Linked DNA regions of Mus musculus: regions 2, 3, 4 and 5 are each linked to region 1. The links are chromatin contacts, called in public Micro-C and promoter capture Hi-C maps. All regions are on one chromosome and are shown on one strand. The core of a region is the stretch at or near the end of the contact, and the rest is flanking DNA. Distances in the headings are between cores, read along the strand shown. Region 1 holds the start of Mrtfb (myocardin related transcription factor B). Region 2 holds the start of Snx29 (sorting nexin 29). Region 3 overlaps Snx29 (sorting nexin 29). Region 4 holds the start of Cpped1 (calcineurin-like phosphoesterase domain containing 1). Region 5 holds the start of Shisa9 (shisa family member 9).

What was found. Promoter capture Hi-C pulls out the DNA fragments that hold promoters and counts their contacts. Hi-C and Micro-C count contacts between places; a contact is called where the count stands out from the background.
Region 2: a promoter capture Hi-C map of pre-B cells shows a contact between it and region 1, with 3 times the contacts expected there. The contact joins the promoter of Snx29 here to the promoter of Mrtfb in region 1. A contact is called at or near these places in 4 of 39 promoter capture datasets (cranial neural crest, maxillary cranial neural crest, pre-B cells and 1 more), 2 of 115 datasets of contacts at active chromatin or transcription factors (astrocytes and large pre-B cells) and 1 of 9 other capture datasets (embryonic stem cells).
Region 3: a contact with region 1 is called in a promoter capture Hi-C map of embryonic stem cells, with 6 times the contacts expected there. The contact joins the enhancer-like site here to the promoter of Mrtfb in region 1. A contact is called at or near these places in 3 of 39 promoter capture datasets (embryonic stem cells, hippocampal neurons and liver) and 2 of 115 datasets of contacts at active chromatin or transcription factors (embryonic forebrain and pro-B cells).
Region 4: a promoter capture Hi-C map of hippocampal neurons shows a contact between it and region 1, with 5 times the contacts expected there. The contact joins the promoter of Cpped1 here to the promoter of Mrtfb in region 1. A contact is called at or near these places in 3 of 39 promoter capture datasets (cranial neural crest, embryonic stem cells and hippocampal neurons), 1 of 484 Hi-C or Micro-C datasets (uterus) and 1 of 9 other capture datasets (embryonic stem cells).
Region 5: a contact with region 1 is called in a Micro-C map of embryonic stem cells, with 4 times the contacts expected there. The contact joins the promoter of Shisa9 here to the promoter of Mrtfb in region 1. A contact is called at or near these places in 2 of 39 promoter capture datasets (cranial neural crest and hippocampal neurons), 1 of 484 Hi-C or Micro-C datasets (embryonic stem cells) and 2 of 115 datasets of contacts at active chromatin or transcription factors (astrocytes and pro-B cells).

Annotation. Positions count from the first base shown.
Region 1 is chr16:13,254,420-13,259,076 of GRCm38.p6, reverse strand. It overlaps Mrtfb (myocardin related transcription factor B), which reads right to left and starts at 2,596. Exons shown (of 17, transcript NM_001122667.2): 1 at 2,523-2,596.
Region 2 is chr16:11,320,235-11,324,891 of GRCm38.p6, reverse strand. Snx29 (sorting nexin 29) reads right to left here and starts at 1,988. Exons shown (of 21, transcript NM_028964.4): 1 at 1,914-1,988. The coding sequence starts at 1,920.
Region 3 is chr16:11,454,523-11,459,179 of GRCm38.p6, reverse strand. All of the region lies in intron 13 of Snx29 (sorting nexin 29), which reads right to left. Among named protein-coding and RNA genes, the nearest start is that of Gm32100, 130 kb to the left of the region's middle. Within about 2 kb of position 2,604, at least 253 of the 459 cell types and tissues checked have an H3K27ac peak or open chromatin away from gene starts, as enhancers often do. A contact at or near this core is called in embryonic stem cells, hippocampal neurons, liver and 1 more, where this site is marked.
Region 4 is chr16:11,906,921-11,911,577 of GRCm38.p6, reverse strand. It overlaps Cpped1 (calcineurin-like phosphoesterase domain containing 1), which reads left to right and starts at 2,155. Exons shown (of 4, transcript NM_146067.3): 1 at 2,155-2,312. The coding sequence starts at 2,243. All of the region lies in intron 2 of Gm9961 (predicted gene 9961), which reads right to left.
Region 5 is chr16:11,981,662-11,986,318 of GRCm38.p6, reverse strand. Shisa9 (shisa family member 9) reads right to left here and starts at 2,206. Exons shown (of 5, transcript NM_028277.2): 1 at 1,176-2,206. The coding sequence starts at 1,738. It overlaps Gm32278 (predicted gene, 32278), which reads left to right and starts at 2,574. Exons shown (of 2, transcript NR_155455.1): 1 at 2,574-2,761.

The DNA of each region.
Region 1 (4,657 bases), core at 1,347-3,846:
CCTCTTCTTCCCAAGTTTCTTTTGGTCATGTGTTTACCATGGCAGAAAATCCTAACTAGAATAATGATTAATAAAAACAACCAAAACAATTGGCCTTTTTTTTACCCTGGAACTGGATAGTGTTTGCCTAATGCAATAAAAATGAATTACTTTCACTTAGATGAATTGTTCAACTTTACAAGGGTTCATTGTATCTATGTCTAGACAACTTTAAATGTGGCATCCTATTTTCATAAGTCTTTACTTAGATGTTAATTTCCATAGTGCCTTTCTAAAGTAATAAGCAATACAGAATAAATGTTCTATAGCAAGAAGCAACTTATATTTAAAGAAAAAAAGGCAAAAATAAACTTTTTCAGATTTAAACAATTTGGAATTTACTGCTGTAGCTACAAATGGACTGAGCTGAACTTTTCTTGATTTTTTTTCCCCTTCCATGGAGAAGTTTCCAATGAAGACAAGCTTGTTTGTGAGCCAACCCCTAGAACTGCTTAGATAGGTAATTTTAGTTTTCACTTTTGAGCACATCTGTATTCTCCAAATGCACTACTATCCCTAAGTAGAAAAGGCTCCGGGGCTACACTGGTACTCAAGGACACTCCCAACAGCCCATCACCATCCTGGCTTCCAACTCCACTCTCACCTCATGCCAGTCAGCAGTTCAAGTGTGACCAACATTTCCAACAAGGATTCCCCCAAAAGAGAAACAACTGCAGATGAACAGGTACTAACCTGGCTCCTGAGAGCCAGAGATGATGATCCATGAAAGAGTCCCTAGCCAGAGGCTGTCTTTTTATGTATCAGACTCACAGAGAGAATTTTATTTTTACTTCCCAGTGAAAAGTGTGTATTAGATTCTGCTGTTATAATTAGCTAGATAGTGGAGCGTGTGCTTTATATAGTGGTTCTCAAGAGGGCAGAACTGTCCCCATAGCACATTGTTAGTTACTGAAGAGACTCCTAGACGGCAGCGGAAAGCATCTGCAGTGTTTCCAGCCCTGGACCGAGAGCCATCTAACACATGAGTGGTGGAGGTGATAATGAAGGCTACCCTGGCCCACTATAGATTAACATACTTTAGGATTCAATATTGAACCATGTGGCAAGTCATTCTCGAAAACACCCACCACCCTGCCCCAATTATGTAGTCCAACAAGGTGAAGGAAAGGGAACTGTGTGAACTTCCACAGCACATTACACCTGCATCTACTAGACACACATGGAGCATACTGCCAAGTGCAACAATTTCAATCTTCTATTTCCTTATTACTAACAATAAGCATGAGGGATTTTGTGTACTCCATTAAATGTAGAGAACTCGGGCTTTGTATTGGTTACAATGTAGCCTGGAATACAGCATCCCTGGAGGGCTGTATTATCTGAGCCTAACCAGAGACAGGCTGTGATTTATCTTGCACGCTGTCAGTCAGCCTACATTGTTTTTCTCATTAGCATCAATTACCCCAAGTAACACGGTTTTATCTCAGGTCCCAATCTTTGTTCCTGACTTTGAGACTCACTGTCCCACAAGTGCATGCGTACATACGTGAGTGTGTGTCTCCAAACATACTCACTAGCCGCAGGGTCCGTGATATTACGTCCTACCTAGCTGGGTGTCTGGGCTGCACTAACGCCATAGCACGTATTTCTTCTTCACATCTAAAGGAGAGCACTCTACTGACCTTGGATCACGTATAGGAAGATATAGTATGAACTTCGTGTCAGGGTGGCAAACATTTGCCACAGAACCAAAAGTTAGGAACTTCACAACCGCTCATCCTAAGAGTGCGATCTCAAGCTTCAGAAAAGAATCAAACTTTTCAAAGTTTCTTTGCCTGAGGCAAACCTTGAGCTATCCTCGTGGCCTGAGACCCTACACCCGCCGCACCCCTCGTCACTGTCACACCGCGTCTGCTCATACACAGGGCCAAAGGGTAGCTTCTGAACACTGAGAACTAGGCAAAGTTTCAGGGACAGAACAAAAGCGGTGGAAAACTTTCTCCCTGGAAACCCGGAACGCTGCGTGCGTGCAATTTCGGGAGGGCTTGCAGACACACCCTCTGCAGCCCCGCGGGGACCCCAGGGGAAGAGCCGCGAGCAGGGCTGGGGAGGAGGATGGAAGGTGAGTCCGGGGCGTGGGCCGTCCCCATCCCACCACGTCCCCGTCGAGTGGCTCCGGCCAAGGCGCTGCTGCACCTCACTGCAGTTCCAGCGTGGGAGCGCGCAAGCGAAGCGCCTGGTACCAACTCCAGGCTGCCCGGGAAGATCGGGCCGCGGCCGCACACAGGGGACCCCCGACGAGGGAAGCCCGGACCCGGTAGCCCCGAGACCGCGGCCGCCCCGCCCCGCCCCGCCCCGCGCGAGTCCCGGGACAGCGCGCACCCGGAGGCGCCGCAGCAACCTCGAGGGGCCACCGAGGACGCGGGCCTTCCGTCCGTCCCTCTCCCGGGGCCCGGCCTCGCCCTCCGCAGCTCTCCCCTGCCTCAGTCCCAACGGCCGCCTCGCACCCGCTCGCCGCTCACCTCCCCGGCCGCTGCCGCCGCCGCCGCCACCGCTGCCGCAGCTACCACCGGATCTCGCGAGACTTCGCTCCGCCCCCGTGCTTACCCTCCTCCCGTCTGAAGGCACGGAGCCCGTCCTGGAAGCTCCAGGTAGCGCCGAGCCGACTCCCGGAGGTTTACACCCTGCTTCCCTTCTCCCACCCGGCATCCGCCCTCGCCCCTGACCCGGAAAAGTTAAAACCCAGGTGCGAGGCCGCCCGCTCCCGCCGCGCTCTCACCTGGCTGCCCCGGGGCGCATGCGCAGCTGGGCTGCGGAGCTGGGAGCTCTTTGGTTGCTGCCTAAGCTCTGGCTGCTCCCAGTCAGATAGATGGTCAGTCAGTGCCGGCTACCCTAGCAAGCAAACAGCTCATGCTGCCTCACTAAGTGCATTCTTGCCGCCTCCCCATTCCAGAAGGAGGTTGCAGCGGACGAGCAGACCGGCCTGTGGAGTCGGTGCGTTTCTGATGCCACACCCGCACCTGTAGGAACCCCTCCTCTTGAGCCCTGCCTCACTCTCCACCCCTCTGTAGTTCTTCCGAGTGGAAGAAGTGACCCCAATAGGGGGTCTGTTGCAACCCATCTTAATGCAACTAGACAAGAGAACGCTTTTCACACTTTCTCCAACTCTGTAGAGCCCTAAAAGCAAAATATGTTCGAAAACAGTGGGAGAACCCAGGATAGAATGGTTCATGGACATAGAGCCAGGGCATTCGTGGAGTTAGGTCAGCTGTTCGGGGCCACAGGGGGTCGCATATCAGATTCTGTGTATCATTTACATTGATTCATAACAGCAAAATAACTTTATGGTTGGGGGATCACCACAACATGAGGAACTGTATTAAAGGGTCCCAGCATTAGGAAGGCTGAGAACCACTGCATTACGGTGTGACTTCTTCCCAAAAGAAAACTTAAGAGTAATTGCTTCTAAGGAAGAGAGGCTGGCATAGTGAGATGCACTAAAGTGGGTACCCATAACCTCGTGCCTTAGAGTTTTACTGCTGTAAACAGAAAATTGCCATGACCAAGGCAACTCTTATAAGGACATTTAATTGGGGCTGGCTTACGGGTTCAGAGGTTAAGTCCGTTATCATTAAGGCAGGAACATGGCAGCAACCAGGCAGATATGGTACAGAAAGAGTTGAGAGTTCTACAGCTTCATCTGAAGGCTGCTAGGAGAAGAATGGCTTCCAGGCAGCTAGGGTGAGAGCCTTAAAGCCCATGCCCACAGTGACACACCTACTCCAACAAGGCCACATCTTCTAATAGTGCCACTCCCTGGGCAGAGCATATACGAACCATCACACTTCCGAAGCCTGCAATAAAGAAAATACCCATATGGTCTTAGTAACACAGTATTTGAATTTGCATGACTCTAGGGCCTGGCACTGCCTTGTGACAAGGTCTTTGTCTTAGTTTGAGTTTCTATTGCTGTGAAGAGACATTATGACAACTCTTATAAAGGAAAACATTTAATTGGAGCTGGCTTACAGTTCAGAGGTTTAGTATAGTATAGTCATGATGGGAAACATGGCAAAGTGTGGGAAGACATGGTATTGGAGAGGCAGCTGAGAGTTCTACATCTGGATTTTCAGGCAGCAGGAAGAGAGATTGAGCCACTGAGCGTGGCTTGAGCTTTTCAAAACTCATAGCCCACCTCAGTGACACACTTCCTCCAAGGCCACAGCTCCTAATAGTGCCATACCCTGTGGGCCTATGGGGGCCATTTTTATTCAGTCTTGTTTTGTATATTCCTGTGAGCTGGCCCCTCTGTGACAGCTTCTGCAGAATCAAGAGCCTGGAAGGTTCTATCTCATCCCTGAAAACTGCACTGAGGCCTGCTAAGCTAACCCATCCTGATGATCTCATAGTGTCAACAAATGTGGGTCCAGACCTTCCTTACCTGTGCTGCCTGGAAACCACTCCTCTTACAGAGACCGAACATATAGATGTTGAACGTGATGATGTAGCCCAATAAAATGGGGTGTGGATGAAGAAAGGAAATCCCAGACCTCCATAGGCAGGTTCTCCAGGGAAAGAACCAACAGATACCCTATAGATGCATGAGAGGACTTACCATGGATGCTAAGACCCACAATATGCTGCCAGCAAGACTAGC
Region 2 (4,657 bases), core at 739-3,238, 1.9 Mb after region 1:
CCCTCCTACACATGTGCACATGCAAACACACCTGCACACACATACTAAATTAATTAATTAAAAGTATATTGCTGGGCTGGTGAGATGGCTCAGTGGGTAAGAGCACCTGACTGTTCTTCCGAAGGTCCAGAGTTCAAATCCCAGCAACCACATGGTGGCTCACAACCATCTGTAATGAGATCTGATGCCCTCTTCTGGAATGTCTGAAGACAGCTACAGTGTACTTACATATAATAAATAAATAAATCTTTAAAAAATTAAAAAAAAAGAAAATCCCAACTAATAACCAAAACACGAGTTTAAAAAAAAAAAAGTATATTGCTGCCGGGCGGTGGTGGCCCACACCTTTAATCCCAGCACTTGGGAGGCAGAGGCAGGCAGATTTCTGAGTTCGAGGCCAGCCTGGTCTAGAGAGTGAGTTCCAGGACAGCCAGGGATATACAGAAAAACCCTGTCTCGAAAAACCAAAAACCAAAAACCAAAAACCAAAAAAAAAAAAAAAAAAAAAAAAAAAAGCATATTGCTTTATGTGGTAGAGCCAGGATTTGAACCCAGTACATTGGGCTCCATCACCTTTTGGTGGATGCTGGCACACACGTTTTTGTTAACATTAGTGTTAAGTTAGACCCAGTAATTTGCTTTGGCAGATGAACGTAAACTGTAAAAACCCCTCCATTAGTCCCCTCAATAAGACCACAGTTCCATAAACTTTGCTCTTGAGCAACAAAAAGCATCTAACGTTTTTTTAAAGATGCACAGAAATAATTTAAAAAACAAAAAATTAAGACTGCCCTTTGCTCCTTTGCCCTAGCACCCTCTCCGCTCCATGAAACACCTGAGTGCAAGTCTAGAGACTGGGTGCAGAGACGAAAATCCAGCTGCACAGTAAGAAAAAACAGAAACTACGAGGGTAGGCGGGTCCTCCTAAGGGAATCCAGATCCCTGAGTCCAGCAGGAGAATCAACAGCCAACACAAGCCTTCCCTGAGTCACTCCCATCTCCACGCGCAACACCCAGGAATGACTTAGCACCAAAACATCAAAACATCATCAGGACTCTTCAGAGGGAGGCTTGAAGACACAGACTCCGACAAAGGGACTAAACTTCGGTATCACTGAGCACAAGCCGTCACAAGCACCTGCCTCTCACTTCCAGACTCCCCACCCGCTCCACCTCCCTGCTGGTGGTATTGGCTTGGGCAACGCTTGAGCCCCATTTAGGTTCAGCATTGGGCAAGAAGGAAAGGGCTTCAGGACACAACCGGAGACTTCAAACGATGAGCTAGAGGAAGACATGGAGAGAACTGAAGCATGAACTAACAGCCCAAATACAAAAGGCACAACCGGGAGAGGGACGCTGCGAGGCTAACTGGCCAGCTCTGGGGACACAGGTGCAGGGAAGAGGAGGGAAGAAGACAAAGCTGTCCTAACACTGAGACCTCTGGGGACCCGGAGCTGTCGCTCTGGTTTGCTGTGTGTGACAGGGGTGTCTAGAGATGCTCTTTGCCTTTGGAGAAAGAGGAGTCACTGGGTGGAAGAGACCTGGAACAGAGAATAACTAAAAACCAGGGGCTGGTAACTGGAGCTGAGTCCCAGGAGGGTCACGGGAGAAAGAGGGACTAAGGCAAGTACCAGAGATCTGAGAATCCGGGGTGCGGAAACCTGTCAAAGGGATCGGCTGTCTGGGAGGGAATTGGGAGCAAGCTCTGCTCTAGGAGTTGGCTGTCACTGGTGAGGCAGAGGGACAGGAGCGCCAGCCCCGGGATAGTGGGAGCGGTGCAGGAGACTCCGGGCCAGGGCTCCGAGCCTGCGAGCGACCCCGCGGGGGTCTGCAGCGTGTGAGCACACCGGGCCCGGAGCGTGCGGCTGCAGTGGCGCTACGGGGCGGGTGACAGCAGCGGGGCCGCCACTCACCGCTCATGTTGCTGCTCCCGGGGCCGCCGCCTGCCTTGCCGCCGCCGCCGCGTCTGCAGCCGCCGAGCTCCACACAGGCCGGGAGAACGCGCGCCCCGCCCGCTGGCCCCGCCCCGGAAGCAGTGACTCTCCTAGGGCCCGCCTCCCGACCCGGAACCAAAATACTCGGGCAAATCGACGCCCCAGGGTAGCAGGGAAGAGAACCGGCACCTCACAAAATCAATGCCTCCCAATCCCCGAGCCAAGAAAAAGACATCCATTTAGACTGAAGTTCGGACAAGGATGCGATATACGCGTACCGAGAGCTTGGAGTAGTGTGTTGCATGTCCGTCAAACCAGCACTCGGGGGAAGGCAGGTGGATCAGAAGTTCAAGGTCAACCTTGAACTACTCAATGATTTCGAGGCTAGATGGGGCTGCTTGAGACTGTCTCAAAGAGAAGAGAGAAAAAAAGAGTAATGGGCCTGCAGGGCCTGGTGGTACAGGCTTTAAATCCCAACATTCAAGAGGATAAGTCAGGAGCCTGAGCTGCAAGAATTCAAGAGCTGTGGATGGCCGGCGTGGTAACGCACGCCTTTAATCCCGGATTTCTGAGTTCGAGGCCAGCCTGGTCTACAAAGTGAGTTGCAGGACAGCCAGGGCTATACAGAGAAACCCTGACTCGAAAAAAAAAAAAAAAAAAAAAAAAAGTTTGGTAGAGAGGGCACATGCCTTGCATGCAGGAGGCCCAAGCTTCAACTCTCTGTACAAACAAAAACAAAAGGTGAATTCAAAGCCATTCTGGGTAACTTCTCAAGACTCTCGAAATAAAAAGTAAAACCGGAGTGGTAAAACCGGAGTGGTGGATATAGTTCAGTAGTTGGAGTAGCACGTGCAAGGCCCTGCAGGCAGGAGAGTTTGTACTTTCTTGATGATGGATGTGGGAATAAAAGTGCAAAGCACAGTGATGCAGTCAGAATTTGAAACTTCACTTACAATCCTGGTGTGACCATGCACACCTTTAATACCAACATTCACAGAAGAATCGAATTACTGCCTGAGGCACTTGGGAGAATTTGTGGTGGGTGTGTGTGTGTGTGTGTGTGTGTGTGAGAGAGAGAGAGAGAGAGAGAGAGAGAGAGAGAGAGAACTTTCTAGAATGAGAATGCATTGTAATGGGTCTGAGGAGAATGACAGTGGGTCAGTGGGTTAAGGGAACTACAAGAGTTGTCCAACTGACTCTAGGCAACAGTGAGAGGAAAGGTGGGTAGGTGCTGAGAGAACACAAGAGCTAAATTCACAGCAACTGTGAAATCCAGGGTTTTGCCCTATTTTAAATATGGAGTTGAAAGACTATTTTGCCTGCTGGATATGAGGCTGGAGTCACCCAGCCTGGAGAACTTAGGCTCTTGATCAGAAATAAGAAAATAATGAAGAGCTAGAAACTGTAGTAGCTCAGTGGAAGAACACATGTGTGCCATCCTGGATTTGATTCCAATAAAGAAAGGAAAGGGAGGTGACTAAACCTGCAGGCTGCCCTTTACCAGTGGTCTTAAGTCCTACAGAGGTTTCACATGGCTTCAGCTAAAATCTTCCACCTTCCACCCTGGGAGGACACAAACAGCGCTCTCTCCCCAGATGCTAGCATCTTCACGTGGAGCTCTCCAACTCCACAAATGAGGCAGACCAAGTGTGGAACAGGTCCTGCCTTCCTATAATCCCAGTCCAGAGAGAATCAAGAGCTTAAGGCTAGCCTGTAAGGAAAATGATATGTCGAAAAACCAAAAAAAAAAAAAAGAAAAGAAAAAGAAAAATGATATGTTTTGATATGTTTTGATACTTCACACATTAACAAGCCTCAAATGTCTTGTTACAGTTTCATAAAATAAAACAGTCATTCACTGGCTATTACCCTGCTCGGACTCACTCAGTGTCTTGCTCCTCTCCTCTCCTCTCTTCTCTCTCTCCTCTTTTCTCTCTCCTCTCTCTTCACTTCCCCCCTCTCCGTGTGTGTGTGTGTGTGTGTGTGTGTGTATGTGTGTGTGTGTGTGTGTGTAAACTGGAGGTAGAACCTAGTACATTGAGTATGCTAGGCAAGTATTCTATCTCCCCTAAGCCAATCCTCAGTCCTGACAACATTTATAAGGTGGAGGTAATAATGGTCTACCTTCCTTATAGTATTTTGTATGTGTAAAATGACTTAGAACAATCTCTGGCACCATTAAGCCTACATAGTGCACACACCTGCACTTGAGCTGAAAACAGTACCAGGTTCGTGTTTGTCAGCAGTAGCACATGCATTTTTATGAGCATGCTGGCACCTGCTGCATTTCACACAGAATTAGCCTGGCTTCCACTTATAGAAAAACATGGGACAATCTTGCTTTCTTTGGCCATGGGGAGAATCCAGTTTGTCCTCAAATATACCTACCATGTTTGTGGGTGCCTGATAGAAACATAATATTCTGGGGCCTAGAGATGTTGGAGAGCTTTTTGTTTCTTTTTTATTTGTTTGTTTCTTCTTTCTTTCTTCCTTTCTTTCTTTCTTTTTTTTTTTTTTTAAGGCAAAGTTTCTCTGTGTGGCCTTGGTTGCCCTGGAACTAGCTGTCTAGACCAGGCTGGCCTCAAACTCACAGAGATCTGTCTGCCTCTGCCTCCTGAGTACTAGGATTAAAGGCATACACCACCACCACCTTGTTTTGGTTTTGGTTTAGAGAGTCAAAAATTCAACCATGGGCTGGAAGGATGGCTTAGTGGTTAAGAACA
Region 3 (4,657 bases), core at 1,355-3,854, 1.8 Mb after region 1:
CCACATGAGATCCAGGGATTACACTCAGGTCTCCAGGCTCAACAAGGAGCTCCTTCACCTGAGCCATCTTGCCAGTCCCCTCCAAATAAAAACTAAAGCACTAGCAGAGACTGTACCCAAGTGGGTGTCTTTAGGAACTCTTCTGTCCTCACACGTAAAGACTATCAGTCACACTTGCCTTCATTTGCTGGGGCGAGGGCTACTTAAACATGATCTGAAATCTGCATAGAAACAGAAGAAAATATAAAACACATGACACATAACTTGCAACACACAACTAAAGGTGTAAAAACTAAGCTTAGAAAATGGACTTGATGGACTAACAATGAAGACAGTGATTGATTGCATTGGGCCATGGGATTTGGGCCTCCTCCCATTTGGGGTTGGTCCACAGCTTTTACAATTGCAGGGTAATGTTTGAAAACACAGAAATAAAAACTTCCTTAAGAAGTGTCAACTAGCCAGAGATGACAGAATTCTGCTCTAGCTGAGTCTGACAGCACACCCCTGCCATGCTAGCACTAGAGAAGCTAAGGCAGGGGGGTCCCAATCAAAGACCAGACTAGACCATATAGGAAGAAAGAACCTGCCTTAAAAAGAATTCCACCTCAGAAAACACATGTGCAGTTTTAACCTGTGAACACGCAATCCGTGTTGACGGGCAAAGCATGAGCAGGCCTAGGCTTAAGTTCACATACAGATCGGTAAACAAAGTCATCCCTTAAGTTGTTTACAGCTTACTTGAAAATAAACTCTTAAGCAAAAATGAAAAATGCCAACACTTCCAAAAGAAACTAACAGTAACAAATTGACTCTCCATTTGGTTCTGAAATAAAAATATCAAGCACCTTCACCTTCCTGGATGTCACCAGCAGCCTCTGCATCCCCTGCAGAACCTCAGAAGTGCCCACCATCAGCTCAGCCTGCTGCACTTCCATCACCCAATACCTGGCAGGACATTAACATCTGGGCACCAGACCTGTGCAGTCTGGGTCTCGCCTCTAGAAAGCCTAACTTAATTAGTCTGGAAGGTGGCCTGGGCCTAATAGTTCTGTAAGCTTCCCCTGGGGACTGAAATGTGCAGCCAGAGCTAAGCAGCATGGTTAGCACTTTAACCCAGAGAATTCTTTATTAGAACGTTAGTTATGTCTGAGCAACACCAAGCCAGATGAACTCCAAAAAGTGACTGTAGCCTTGAGGTGTAGGAATAAATTACTTCCATGGTCCCAGCTCTGGCTAAGGATACCTGCAGGGGCCTCTGGGTGGCACTTATCAGCATTAACTCTTGCAAAAAAATCTATAAGAGTAAGACTGTTTCACCCTGGCTTTCCAAAGGAGAAGCATTAGGCACTAAGTGGCCATCTGCCATCCCACATCCACTGGGAACAGAGGCTCCTATGTAAATAAGTATTTCCTTAAATGGTGCCTGAGGCACCTCCCTCTACCCCAGCCTCAGACAGAGCTGACAATGGTAGCACACTCTTGTAATCCTAATATTTTCAAGGCTGAGGCAATGGGACTCTGAGTTCAAGGCCAGCCTAGGTTATACACTAAGTTCAAGAACATCAAGAACAACCTGGGCTATCTACCAAGCTTCTGCCAAAACAAAAACAAAAACCAAACAAACCCAAAGACTAAAGTAAACTGACGCAAAACTAATCCCACCCCTGCCCCACATCATGCCACACTTACACCTGAGCATGGCTGGCGCACAGAATCACTCAGCCAAATGTTTAACATCTGTGTCTATACACCCCATCCCACCCCACCCACCCCTCTTCAATTTAAACACATAGGCTCACGCAGCCATGCTCTGTTCATTTCTAACTGATAAAGCTTACCACAAAACAGCTGCTCTTTGAAGAGTTAACAAATGAACAAGGTAAACTACAGAGCCTGGAAGAACTCCGGCAGCACCAGACTACAGGTGAGCAGTTTCCACTGAGACAGATCTTTGCCTATCCTGATGCTTGGGCCTAACACACAAGTCCCGACTTATACATGGATTCCCCTGCTCTCAGCTGCAAGTTAGGGACCTGGGGCTGCTGCTGAGCATGGAGCAAAGGTGGGACTCTCAGCTCATCACACCAGACAAGTGACTCGTCCAGTAGCCTGAATGAGGGAGGCAGAGGGAAGGGTGACTGGACACAGTAGGTGCTCAGAAGATCACGTGGGGAATCAGGTCAAGAGGATGACTAAACATACATTCTGCAGTGTTTCTGCCAATGGTCCTGAGAAAAAGGACAAGGGAAAAGGCTGAGGCAGGGATTCTCTTGGTGGCAATGCTGCCCCCTTCAGGTGTGGGATAAGTAGGCATGCCTGGCGGCATAGTCAGGCCAAAATGTAGAGTAGGCTGAAGACACCATTCCTTCTGAGAGGCTGGGGCAGTACACAGTGCTGGCTCGGCCTCCTAGGGCCATCTGTAGGAGACTGGTGTAGAATCTGAACCTGGAGCCGCCTCTCACAGATGCTGACAGCCCTTCTCCTCTGGGGTCTGCTGCACTCTGCATTTTCATTCCGTATTTGCTATAAACAGCCACTCTGGTCCTCCCTCTCTATGTGCAAGCTGTGGACCAGGAAGTGCTTTATAAGCTGTGGGTTGGGCCTTATTCGCCAGATACTGAGGCCTAGTGAGGAAGTCTGAGTCTTTGCTCTAGTTTAGAGACCTGTCTTGCTCACTTCCGTACTGGAGTGACTCAGCACTTTCTGCTTAAGCCTGCCTTTGCCTAGCTACCACTGATGTAGAATAACTTTATTGGCTCTGTCAGTCACCCTATACCCTACGGCATCCTTCCCCGCCCTCTACATCATCTCACCTCACCAAAAATCCCCACCTCTTTCTTCAACCCTATATAAAGGAAAGACTGCTACAATAAAACAAGTTCCTGCTCTGACAGACTCCCGGCCTGGGTGTGTTTGTTTTGGGCTGCAACAGTCACCATCCCACTCAGCCCTGGAGAGACTAGGCTGGCCCTGCCAGCAGAGAGCTGGCATCTGTGGTTCACTCTGTCCCAGAACTATCCTAACCAATGTAGAACAGAGTCTGCTTCTATTATGAATGGCTTCTTGTTCATTTCTCTTTCACATAAACTATAAGCTAGCTTCCTAAATCACTTGTGTTATATGTATGTTATATTAGTTATGGACATTAGGAGTGTCACCAAGAATGTTTACAAAAAAGGAACAGCAAATCTGCTAGCATGAAGTCCAAAGACGGCAAAATAGATGACTAACAAGGTCACTAGAGGTCACAGTTTGTGAGACATAAACCACAGAAAGCAGCCAGAGGAGGTAGCATAGTGTACTCACTCCTGTCAGATTCCACTGAGGGCTGTCGGCCCAACGCCACTAATACATTAATTTGGAACATCTAAAGCACCTAAATGGGATGGGGAGGAATCACCATGGGAAGTCTACAGTCACTGCTGCCCATCTAGGGAAGTCCTCTCCAGCCCCACACTCACTCCTGCAGTTCAGAAAGGAAAGGATGCCACCTCCTGGATACAGGGAGCGTTGATCTGGGCCTGAGAGCAAGAGATGCCTGCTGCTGGGGAGACGAGGTGAAGTGGCTGGGCACAGCACAGCCATGGTCTGTTACAGATCCTCTAGTCACCATGAGAGAAGATCAAACCTGATAATGAAGCCAACTGCAAGAAAAAGGATAGAGAGATGTGGAGAAACAGGTCTCCTTCACAGCAGGAGTTCCCTAGCCACTCCACTGCCCTTCTTCAGAGGCCTCTAAGTGGGCTTCTGTCATCCATGAATGCTCTCACTAGCTAAAGCTAAAGTAGAAGGGATTTCCAGAAAGCTTCACTTCCCAAATGGTGAGCAAAATAGTCTTGGAACAGGTAACAAGCAAGTCCAAGAGCTCCCTAGAACTGAGCTATAACTAAGAAGAGCCCAGTGGGCATTCCTTGGAGATAACTTGGGTCAGGTCACACCACCACTAGCCCCACAACACTTCCCTCCCTCACCAGACCAACTTCACTGAGACCTATTTGAGCCAGGCATTACGTCAGCGGTAAGAAAAACCAGGTGAGCACAAGAGCATGCCCCTCCTGAGGAAGCCTCTGGCCTAAATTTGAGCCTTTGGTGGCAGTACGCTATTGTCACTGCTAGTAGTAACTGTTGTGCAATGCTGGTGCCTGAGCATGAGCACCACGGAGAGCCCTTACCTGGGTAGGTCAGGAGATGCTGGACACAACCTTCTGCTGATGAATGTTCTTAAAGTGACAAGAAACAGAAACCCAACTCCAGTTCATCTCAAGAGCAGTGGGGATTCATCAGCCCACACTGTGAGAAGGTCCAGAGAGGCCTTCAAGAGTAGGTTGGAGCCGGGCGGTGGTGGCGCACACCTTTAATCCCAGCACTTGGGAGGCAGAGGCAGGTGGATTTCTGAGTTCAAGGCCAGCCTGGTCTACAGAGTGAGTTCCAGGACAGCTGGGGCTATACAGAGAAACCCTGTCTTGAAACAAACAAACAAACAAACAAAAAGAGTAGGTTGGCCCAGCATCCCAGTGAATCCTGAAACCCAGCTCTCTTGCCCACCGCTCCTCATTTGAGTGCCTGCATACCCTCACCCTATGCTGTCTTCCCTCATGAGAACACAATGGCCAAGGCAGCTCTAGGCTTCATACCCCAACAGAAAGTTACCCAG
Region 4 (4,657 bases), core at 906-3,405, 1.3 Mb after region 1:
CTAAAATCTACCCCTCTCCTCCCACCCCACTCCTGGTAACAGTTTTCTATTTAGAAGACCACATTTCAAAGGTGCTGTGCAAAGAAAGAACTAGATCCATATATTTAATGAGTTGAGAGACTTGTGGATACAAAAATTACTGCCTGAGATGTAGGCTAGGGCTGAGTCCCTCGGAAGTATCAGGGCTTTGGCTCTCAGCCATTCACTTTCACTTTGCCCATTTCGTCAGATCCCTCCTCATGTCCAGGTTGTATGTGGCAAATAGAGGTATGATGATTAATAATTACCATGGCTAATATACTTACTACTTGCCACTGCAACTGTTACTTTAAGCAGTTTGACATACAAATCCATCAACTCTTGTTACTTTGTTCACGACTATGGCAGAAACGGATCAGAGAAAGGTTTTTATGTTGCAGATGCTTGCACAGGAACTTAGCCAAACATCACAAAGATGTATGGCACAGGAGCTTCTCACCTCAAGAAGGGCAAGCGGCACACTGTCACAGGAAGTGTTTAGGAACAAGATTATCTCCAAGACACGCCTTCCAAAGACCTTTATTCTTTAACCTGGAATCACCTTCTAAAGTTCTCTGAACCTCCCAAACCACTGCCATTTGTTAAGTTTTAAACCCAGGACATGGGTGAGGTGCCAGTTTAGCACATCAAAGTGGACCTGGCCTCCAGGTTCTTCCAGCAGCCTCAGTTCCTACCTGATATAGGGTATGGCTGGCATATCCCACCCTTTACCCTGAACACTCCAGCCCAGAGGCTGGGCTGCCCTTCCCCCCCCCCCCAGGGGCTCTTCCCTATATAGTCCAGACATTTTGTTACCCAGCCTTTTTGTACCTTTGGCCTCCTGGCTGCTGCACCTGGTTCTTTTCTTCCCTCCTTCTCCTTACCCCTTCCCCTTGCCCAGTATTAGATTTTCACAGATGTCTCAGCTTTTGGCTACACTCTCCCACAGATAAGCTTTCTCCTCCACCACACCTAGGGGGAATTCATATCCTTTCCCTTCCTTTTTATTTCTTTTTCTTTCGTTCACAACTAGCTGGGGACAACTTCCAACATGAGCCTACGGGAGACATCTTATGTGCAAATTACAACATCATCTAACTTTCTCACCAACCCAATAACCCTAGGTATTGTTATTGTTCTCATTTGACAGGTAGGAAAACTGAGGTGCAGAGCAACTAATTTTTAAGATCATACCTAAAGTAAGTGGTAGTATTAGGATAAACCCAAGTAGCTGAGACACAAGCTCATTTGTATTTCTGTCCTAAATTGCTAGGACTTATATCTGACTCTAGTTCAAGGTCATGGGACATCATCCTAGCTCTGTTAACCATACGAACATTTCAGGCTTACACTTGTTGAGAAGAAAATTTAGCAACTTGGCAGATCCTAGGAATTCCCCTGTAGTGCTTAATAAATGTATCCTCTTTTTGGAGATCTGAATTTAACATTTTCCACCTCGAAATCTGGATTGCTACCAAGTGTGAGGGTTGTAGTCCAGTGTAACGGCTTTTGAGTTGGATAGATTTTGTCTTGCTCACCTGCAGCTCTTAGCTTTCAGGAGTTGTGTCTCTCTCTGAGTGTCAGTTTCCCCATCTGACAAGTGCAGTCAATGAGGTAACAAGCAAAACACAAAGTACTTCGGGCAATGCCTGTTACCCAGCAACAACAGTGACAGAATGACAGTGGCAATGTCCAGGCAGTCAAGATGCCTTAAAGACTCTTGAGATTATGGTGGGCAGTTTGGAAGGGTTGCAACATAAAACTTAGGACATCAAATTGAAATGGAATTTCAGATAAACAATATTTTAAAAATAACTGCTTAAGTATCTCCCAAATACTGCATGAGATATATTTAAGCTAAACGTGGGTTTTGTTGGGTTTTTTTGTTTGTTTGTTTTTGTTTTGTTTTTTCCTATTCTTGTTAACCTGAAATCCCAAATTATGAAGCGGCCCGATGCGTGTTACATAAGACAACTCCAGGCCTCAAAGCCTCAACCCCCAGTCTGTTCCAGTGAAAGTTGGATCCTGACCCCGGGAGGATCCCACTAGGGGTGGCAATCTCCGTGTTCTGCCCAGGCAGTACTAGCAGCACCCAGAGCGGCCCCGCCCCGCCCGGCCCTCCTGGAGGGCAGGTTCCAGAAGCTGTTCCAGGCGGGGCTGCCGGGTGGTGTGGAGTCGCTCCCTCCTCTCACAGAACGTGCCCAGGCAAGGCCAGTCGCTCGCCATGTCCGCTATGGAGGCGGCGGATGTTTTCCACAGAGCCCGGGGCAGGACCCTGGACGCGTTTTCCTCAGGTACTGCTTGGCTCTTCGCCTGGGAAGGGGGGCACTCCAGAGCTGCAGAACCTTCCGCGAGGGGAACCTTCCGGTCGCGGGCGCTCACTTCTATCCGGATCCCTTCGTGGGTTGCACACAGCACCGGGGACCGTTGTCGGAGTTGTTCCTCCCTCGCAGTGTTGGGTGCTTCGCTGGCCTTGACTTGACCTTGCAAACCACAAACTTAAAAAATAAAGCAAACAAACTAAACAGAAGCGGGGCGGAGGTGGCAGAGAAGTGAATGACTGCTTGGGCTCTGCTACGGGGCCTGTCTTCTCTCTTCCTTGGCAAGCTTCTGCGGGGCAGCTGACAAGCGCTGTGTGTGTCAGGGGCTGTCAATTGTAGTGAGAGTGTTTTTATATCCAGTTGCTTACTGTAACCGTAGAAAGGGAAGGCATTCTGGTCCAGGTAGCGTTCTTGGAAGTTGGGCTTAGATAATCTGACCCAGTCTTGCCTCAAAGGGAGCGTTGTTAACACATCAGACTATTTCTGTAACCTTGGGTGTGGAACACATGCTGGGTGTTAAGCAAATGATAGGCCCCAGCAACTCAGAGGATACCGGATTGGTTCCTGTTTCCCTGTGTTTCCTTTGGATCTTTGGGGTTGATTCTTCTCTGGCACTTGGCTTAGAATCACAGGAACGCTCGCCTTGTTATCCAGCCTCTAATTTGCCTGAACTGCTCTGAAAAAAGAATCAGGCCCGTTCCAAACCCGGAGGGCCTTGGCACCTGCTCTCCTCTGCTCACCTGGTGGGACTTGGAAGTCTGGCACCTTCTCAGCCTTCACATCCTATTTTCAGGTTCATTTCCTCAGACTTACCTCTGCCTAGCTAGCCAAAGAAGATCAATCCTACAGTTCTCTGCTAGGCCTTTGTTTCTTTTCCCCTCCTTGCAGTTCAAGGTTCTGCACAGGTGCGCACAGCCAAAAATCCACTGATGGTGGACTGGGGAAAGTCCAGTCTGCAGTGTTGCCATTTTCTACAGATTTTAATGTGTCTTAGGTTTTTGTTTGTTTGTTTTCCCAGCCTACATGTTTTTGAGATGCCTCCTATTCTAAGTAGTTCTCCTTCCTTCCTTCCTTCTGAACAGTATCCCATTGATTGCGCATTCGTGCTGTATGTTTTGTTAATGGATGTGCTGAGTTTTACCAACTTGGTGTCTTTCTTGTCTTTGCTTCTCCAGATTTCTCTTTGCCACAGTGCTCTAGGAGCGACTGCTTGCAGGAATGAACTCTTTGTCCTGATCCTTAGATTGGCAGGAGAGCTGGGCAAGAAGACACTCAGCCAACCAGAAGCTCCCACGGGAGATTAGGGGGAGGAGAAACAAACACCTGAATGTGTATTCCTGCACTTGATGCCCTTCCAGGGTTCCCCTTTGTAGACTGTATTCCTCCCTAGAAGGCCCTGTTTCTCCCAACAGTCTTTATGTTCTTAGACTCTGTTCCCAGATGGAGGTATCTGAATGACAGTGGCTCTATCTTTTGGCTGCTTAATGTTCCTCATAGTCTCTTTATATTCATCTCATCCCAGATAATCCCTTTGAAAATGACTCAGGCATTTTCTTAGTTTTAGTATATTTACTATTCCTCCCTTGGTCCTGACTGATACAATGACCATTTAGTTACGTGCTTTTCATTCTTGTAAACAGTATTATAGTAAGCCTTTTTGTACAACTGTCTTTTATAAACACATGGGAGAATTTCTTCTGGAGCAGGGATGTGGGTTATAGAGTATAATCATCCCCAGATTTACCAGGTATAGCTATATTACCTTCCAGAAGTGGTGGCACACACCTTTAATCCCAGCACTTGGGAGGCAGAGGCAGGCAGATTTCTGAGTTCGAGGCCAGCCTGTTCTACAGAGTGAGTTCCAGGACAGCCAGGGCCATTCAAAGAAACCCTGTCTCAAAAAACAAACAAAAAAATAAATAAAAAATAAAAAGGGGGGGTGTAACTGTTTATTCCCTCTAGTAGACTGGAAGAGTTTCCTGCTATCAGCTTCTCTCCAGTCTGAGAAATATCATGTTTCATTTACACTCTCTAGTAAGCTGGGAAGAATAGAGAAGAAAAGGGTGACAAATTCCCAGACCTCAAACTCCAAATCTAGGCATGGAGCCATGGCACAGAAGTAGGAATCCTTGGCACCCAATGGCCACTGCAGTAGGAGGAGTTGGGACTGTGTGTACTGTCCATGCTTGATGAGGGGGAGAGCATTGACTGACATCAGAATAAGGAATAGAATCAAATGAATGAAATGGATTTGAGATACCGTCTGGAATGCTGAACACTGGTCATTTAGAGAGGCAGGGATGTGTGCCACACAGTGG
Region 5 (4,657 bases), core at 957-3,456, 1.3 Mb after region 1:
AAAATGATTACCAGTGGGGTGGTAATGTTCCTTTGCCTATTTTTGCTAGGTCTCTTTGTTCAGATTTTTAGGCATGTACACAGATAGCATGCACACACGCACTTGTGAGCTAGCACGCATACACACACACACACACACACACACCCTACGTGGGGGAGGAGGGTGTTGGAGAGTGAAGAGAACACTGTGACTTCAATGCCCAGACTTAAAATCAGTTGGACTTTGGCTCCAGCCATCCTGCTGTCATCTGGCCCACAGTTCTCCTTGCATCCCTCTCACTCAGACCTCATGCTAACCCAGCATCTCTCCCCTGGCTCCTGGCTTACTCTGCATCCTTCACCTCCAAAGTTATTGAGTTCTGGGAATCATTTTAGACACTTGGGGGAGGGGTTAAACAAAAAGGCAAATAGCTCCCTTAATCCCCAAATGCTTTCTCCCATCTGCTGCGACTTTGCCAGTGATAGGACTTGCATAATGAATAAAGGGAAAGGCAAAGTTGATGAATCAAGGTGCTTGAAGGGTGGAGGGGGCCCGTGGAGTCATCTCCAGGCCAGGCAAGGTGTGCAGCGTTGTGATGGCTGCAGCACAGAGAGGAATAGATGGTGAGGGAGAAATGGAATGGGGAAAGAAGAGGTTCTAATCAAGGACCCTCAAAGCTCTGGGGAAGCGCCAGCACTAGGAGGCTTTGGTTCTGGTGCACTCTCCCTAACCTTTGCTTCATTTTCGCTAGTGTACAAGTTGCAGGAGGTACTCACTCTTTCCCTCCGTTCCTCCCTCCCTCCAACACACAAGCACACGGATCATACACGCCCCCCCCCCCACTTCCTTTCAGGTTCGCCTGCCTCTGTTTACCTCCATAAATGGATCCTCTCCCCAAAACGCAAGAGTTTAAAGACCCGGCTATGTGTCTCAAGACCCACCATCATATCTGGTGAGAGGGAACAGGAGGTGGGCGAGGGGAAAAGAGACTTTCCCCTTCCACACTCGGCCTTCACTCCCACCTGTGCTGAGCCCAATGCCTTGCTTGGCTCAATGCTACAAGGGAAAGTTGTCGTCCTGGATGACATTCCCCAATCGGAGACCTTGGGGTGGAGGGAAGCACGGCTGGGGAATGTTGGAGATGGATGGGAAAGGAAAGTGGACCCAAAGAGGGGGGCGAAGGGGAGGCAGCCCACCTGGACATGTGTTCCCTTTGGGGCCGGTGCGCTTTCTCCAGCCCCAGCTTGGTGAAGATGCCCACCAGCACCATGACAGCCACCACCCCGCAGATGATGTAGACGATAAGGTTGGTCTTGTCCTTGGTGGGGTCGTGCAAGGGGTCATCCTTACGCGCTGGGGGCTTGCCCGTGTTAAGCCAGAGTGGCGTGTCGTAGTTGGTACAGGTGCTCTGGTTCAGTCGCCGCTTCTTAAACGTGCAGCAGAACCGGAAGCCACAAGTCCCGCAGCAGAAGATGAAGTCGCCCGAGCTGCAGTTGAACGGCGGGTCCCACTGGCCCATGACATCGAAGTAGCCCCGACAGGAGTCTGGCGTGGGCGCTCGAGTCGGCGGTGCGTCCGAGCCCCCGACGCCCTCGCCGGCCTCTCCGGAGGCGGCTCCGGAGCGGTTGCCCCCTGTGAGCAGCAGTACGCCGCCCAGTTGCGCTAGCTGCCCGTGCCCAGATCGCTCCTGCGCCCGGCACATGCGGGCACACAGCTCGGTGAGGAAGCAGCCGAGAAGCAGCCGAAGGACTCGGCGCATCGTGTCTCCCAACCCGGGCTGGAGCGCTCGGCCGCCGCTGGAGCCGCTACCGCCGCCTCTGGACGCGCGGCCGAAGCTGCCGAGGCTGCTGGCGGGGGCTGCGGGCCGCCGCTGGCCGCACATGCAGGGAGGCGGCGCGGGGCGCTCGGTGGTCGGCGGCCACTGCGCTCGGCTCAGACTGCGTTCGCCTCCAGCGCGACGCGCGCCGAGGAAGGGGGCCGGCCGGGGAGGAGCGCGCCGGGGCCGGGCGGGGACGGAGCAGGAGCGGGGGCCAGCGCGGGGTGCAGGTCCTGCTGGCCACCGGGGGAGGCGGGGGTGGAAAACAGGAGAGAGTCGCTGTGTCCGTAACTCCCTTCCACCCGCCACCCGGGACTCGGCTCCCCACGTCCGCTCGCTCGCAGGATGCTCTTCACCTCTCTAGCACGCCAAGTGCGCTGGAGAGAGAGAGAGAAGCGACACTTGTGGAATGAAGGGAGGGCCAGAGGGAAGGGGGAAGGGGAGGAGGGCGGATAGAGGAGGGGTGGTGGTGAGCGCTAGCTCGAAAGGGGCGGGGGCGCGTAAAGAGGTGACTCGGGCGGGCGGGGGCGAATAGGGGGCGTGCAGAGAGAGCTCGGGCAAAAGCAGCAAGCTCCACCGCTGCCAGGCTCGAAAGAACAGCTCTGATTTCTCGGCAGGTGGAAAGAACCACGGCCGGGACCTCTGGCACCCTCTCGGGGAGAAAGGTGCTCCTCACCCCAAGCAAAGACTCAGAGGTGGTTCCGCCCTCGATTTCCCCCCCTAGGGGTGCGTGCGCAGGAGCTGCGATTGCAATCTGTCGATCAGGGAAGGGGTGACTAGGAGAATCGGGACAGATTAGATGGCTTGCTCACTCCAAGACACACTAGAAGCAGTGTAGACAAGATCTCCCTCCTCCTCCCGGGCGTGCAGGAACTGCCTTGCCCTTTCCGGGGATGCGACCTCATGCCTGGCGCGAGCCTGGGATGGTTCGAGTCCCTGAACAGAGAAGAGGCTGGAACTGGGAAGGTGGGTTAGGTGTCAAACCCCTTGGGCTGTGGTAAGCACCCCAGAACAGGGGCTTGGGAACTCATATTAAAAGCTGGGTGGTCTGGCGAGGCGGTCAGCGGACAAAGCGAAGGCAATGGCTCACCCTGGAAGGGCTCTCCTAAGAACTCCCCTAGCCCTTAGGACCTGCCGCTTTCTGTCCCTCTTCGCCCCCGCAGCGAACGCTGAGCTCCACAGGAGGGCACACAGCGGCGCCGCCTCTGCGCTGGCAGTTTTGGCGCAGCGCAAGGCCTGGGCACTCATCCTCAGCCACTCGTTTCTGCAGCCCGCGCGACAGTCTCCAGAGCAGGCTGTCCCCTGTCCCCACGGAGCCCCCCTTCCCCGACATCCTCACCGAGGTTGTTTCCTTGGCTCCCAGCATCTCTTCTCAACCTTTCCAAATTTGTTCTCTCTTCCTTTCTCCTGACTGATTCCTCCCAGCCCTCCATAAGCCCTCGACCATTTCTCCTATTTCTTCCTGCCCTCTACTTGAATTTGATTTCAATAGCCCCTAAATCAGGATTCACATCAAAGCTGCTAAGCTAAATTTATATCCCCACACGCCCTGGCGTTTTGTTTTTTAATTGTATTAACTGAGTATGCTCTTTGCAGTAGGCTGGGTGAATCACAGAGGAAGCAATGTTTTCTGTTCCCTCTCCTCTTGTTTGGTTTCAGCTGCAGGACTCTTGGGGGAAATTTTCAAAGGACCACGAAGTTGGGCCACATGTAAAATGGTCTGCTGGGATCCTCTTAATTGATAATTTATGAGAGGATTTATTAAGACTGTGTGGCAAGTTTTTTCCAAATCAAAGGGTTTGGCTAAACTCCCCCTCCCTTTGATGAAAGAAGATTTACAAATGCAGCCCAGGGCCACCTTGGTAAACCACACCAGGTCTTAGAGCCAAGACTGACTGCAGTAGAATGTACTCCAACCCATCCCCCACTGTGAAAAGGAAAGAGAACTGCCAACCAGCTTCCTCACCATAGGACCCTGCAAATAGGGTGGGAGGCATATTTGTCATACTGGCAACCCACAACTGCTACCACCTTGTCCATCCCATAAACATTGGTGTGGGAGCTGATGGCAGCTGACATTTCTCTGTGAGTTATAGCACAATCCCTAAGCTTGCTTTTATTAAAAATCAATAACTACTGAGTACCAGACAACCTGGGGTCTTGTAGAGGAATCAGTGAGCTCAGGGGCTCCCTTAATTCTCTGCTTCTTGGTTAATATTATCTTCCCAATAGCAATGAGAGAAACTGAGCCTCAAAGCAATGAGAAAGCTACCCAGGGAGTTTGTGGAGTGAAAGCTATTGACATTTTACCCAGGAACTATGCTTCCAGAGTCTGTGACTGGCCACTTCCTGTCCCTTCCTAACAGACATGCACCCCACCTTTGATTACGTGTTTCTATCTTTAATGTCTCCAAGCACTGCCATGTAAATAACATGACTAAAATGGCCTTGATAATCTGTGTTCCCAGGCACACAGACAAAAACGAATTGTGAAGTATGTTAGCTAGGTGTTTAGTTAATTAAGATTTTTAACAAGTTATGAATCATGAAATTACTTGTCATGAAAGCAAGAGGACCTGAGTTTACCCCCTCAAACCTACATGAGGAAGCAGAGTGTGGTGGCACATACTTAGAATCACATAGCTGGGGGAGAGGACACAGGCAGACCCCTGGGACACTTGGGCCAGCTGTCTTAACCTACTGAGGGGGATCTCCTGACAAAGGGATGGGGTGCTGGAGAGATGGCTGAGCAGTTAGGAGCCCTTACTGTACTTACAGAGGACTCAGCACCCAAATCAGCTGATTTACAGTTTCCTACAGCTCCAGTACTGGTACATGGCACTCTCTGGCCTGCACCGGAAC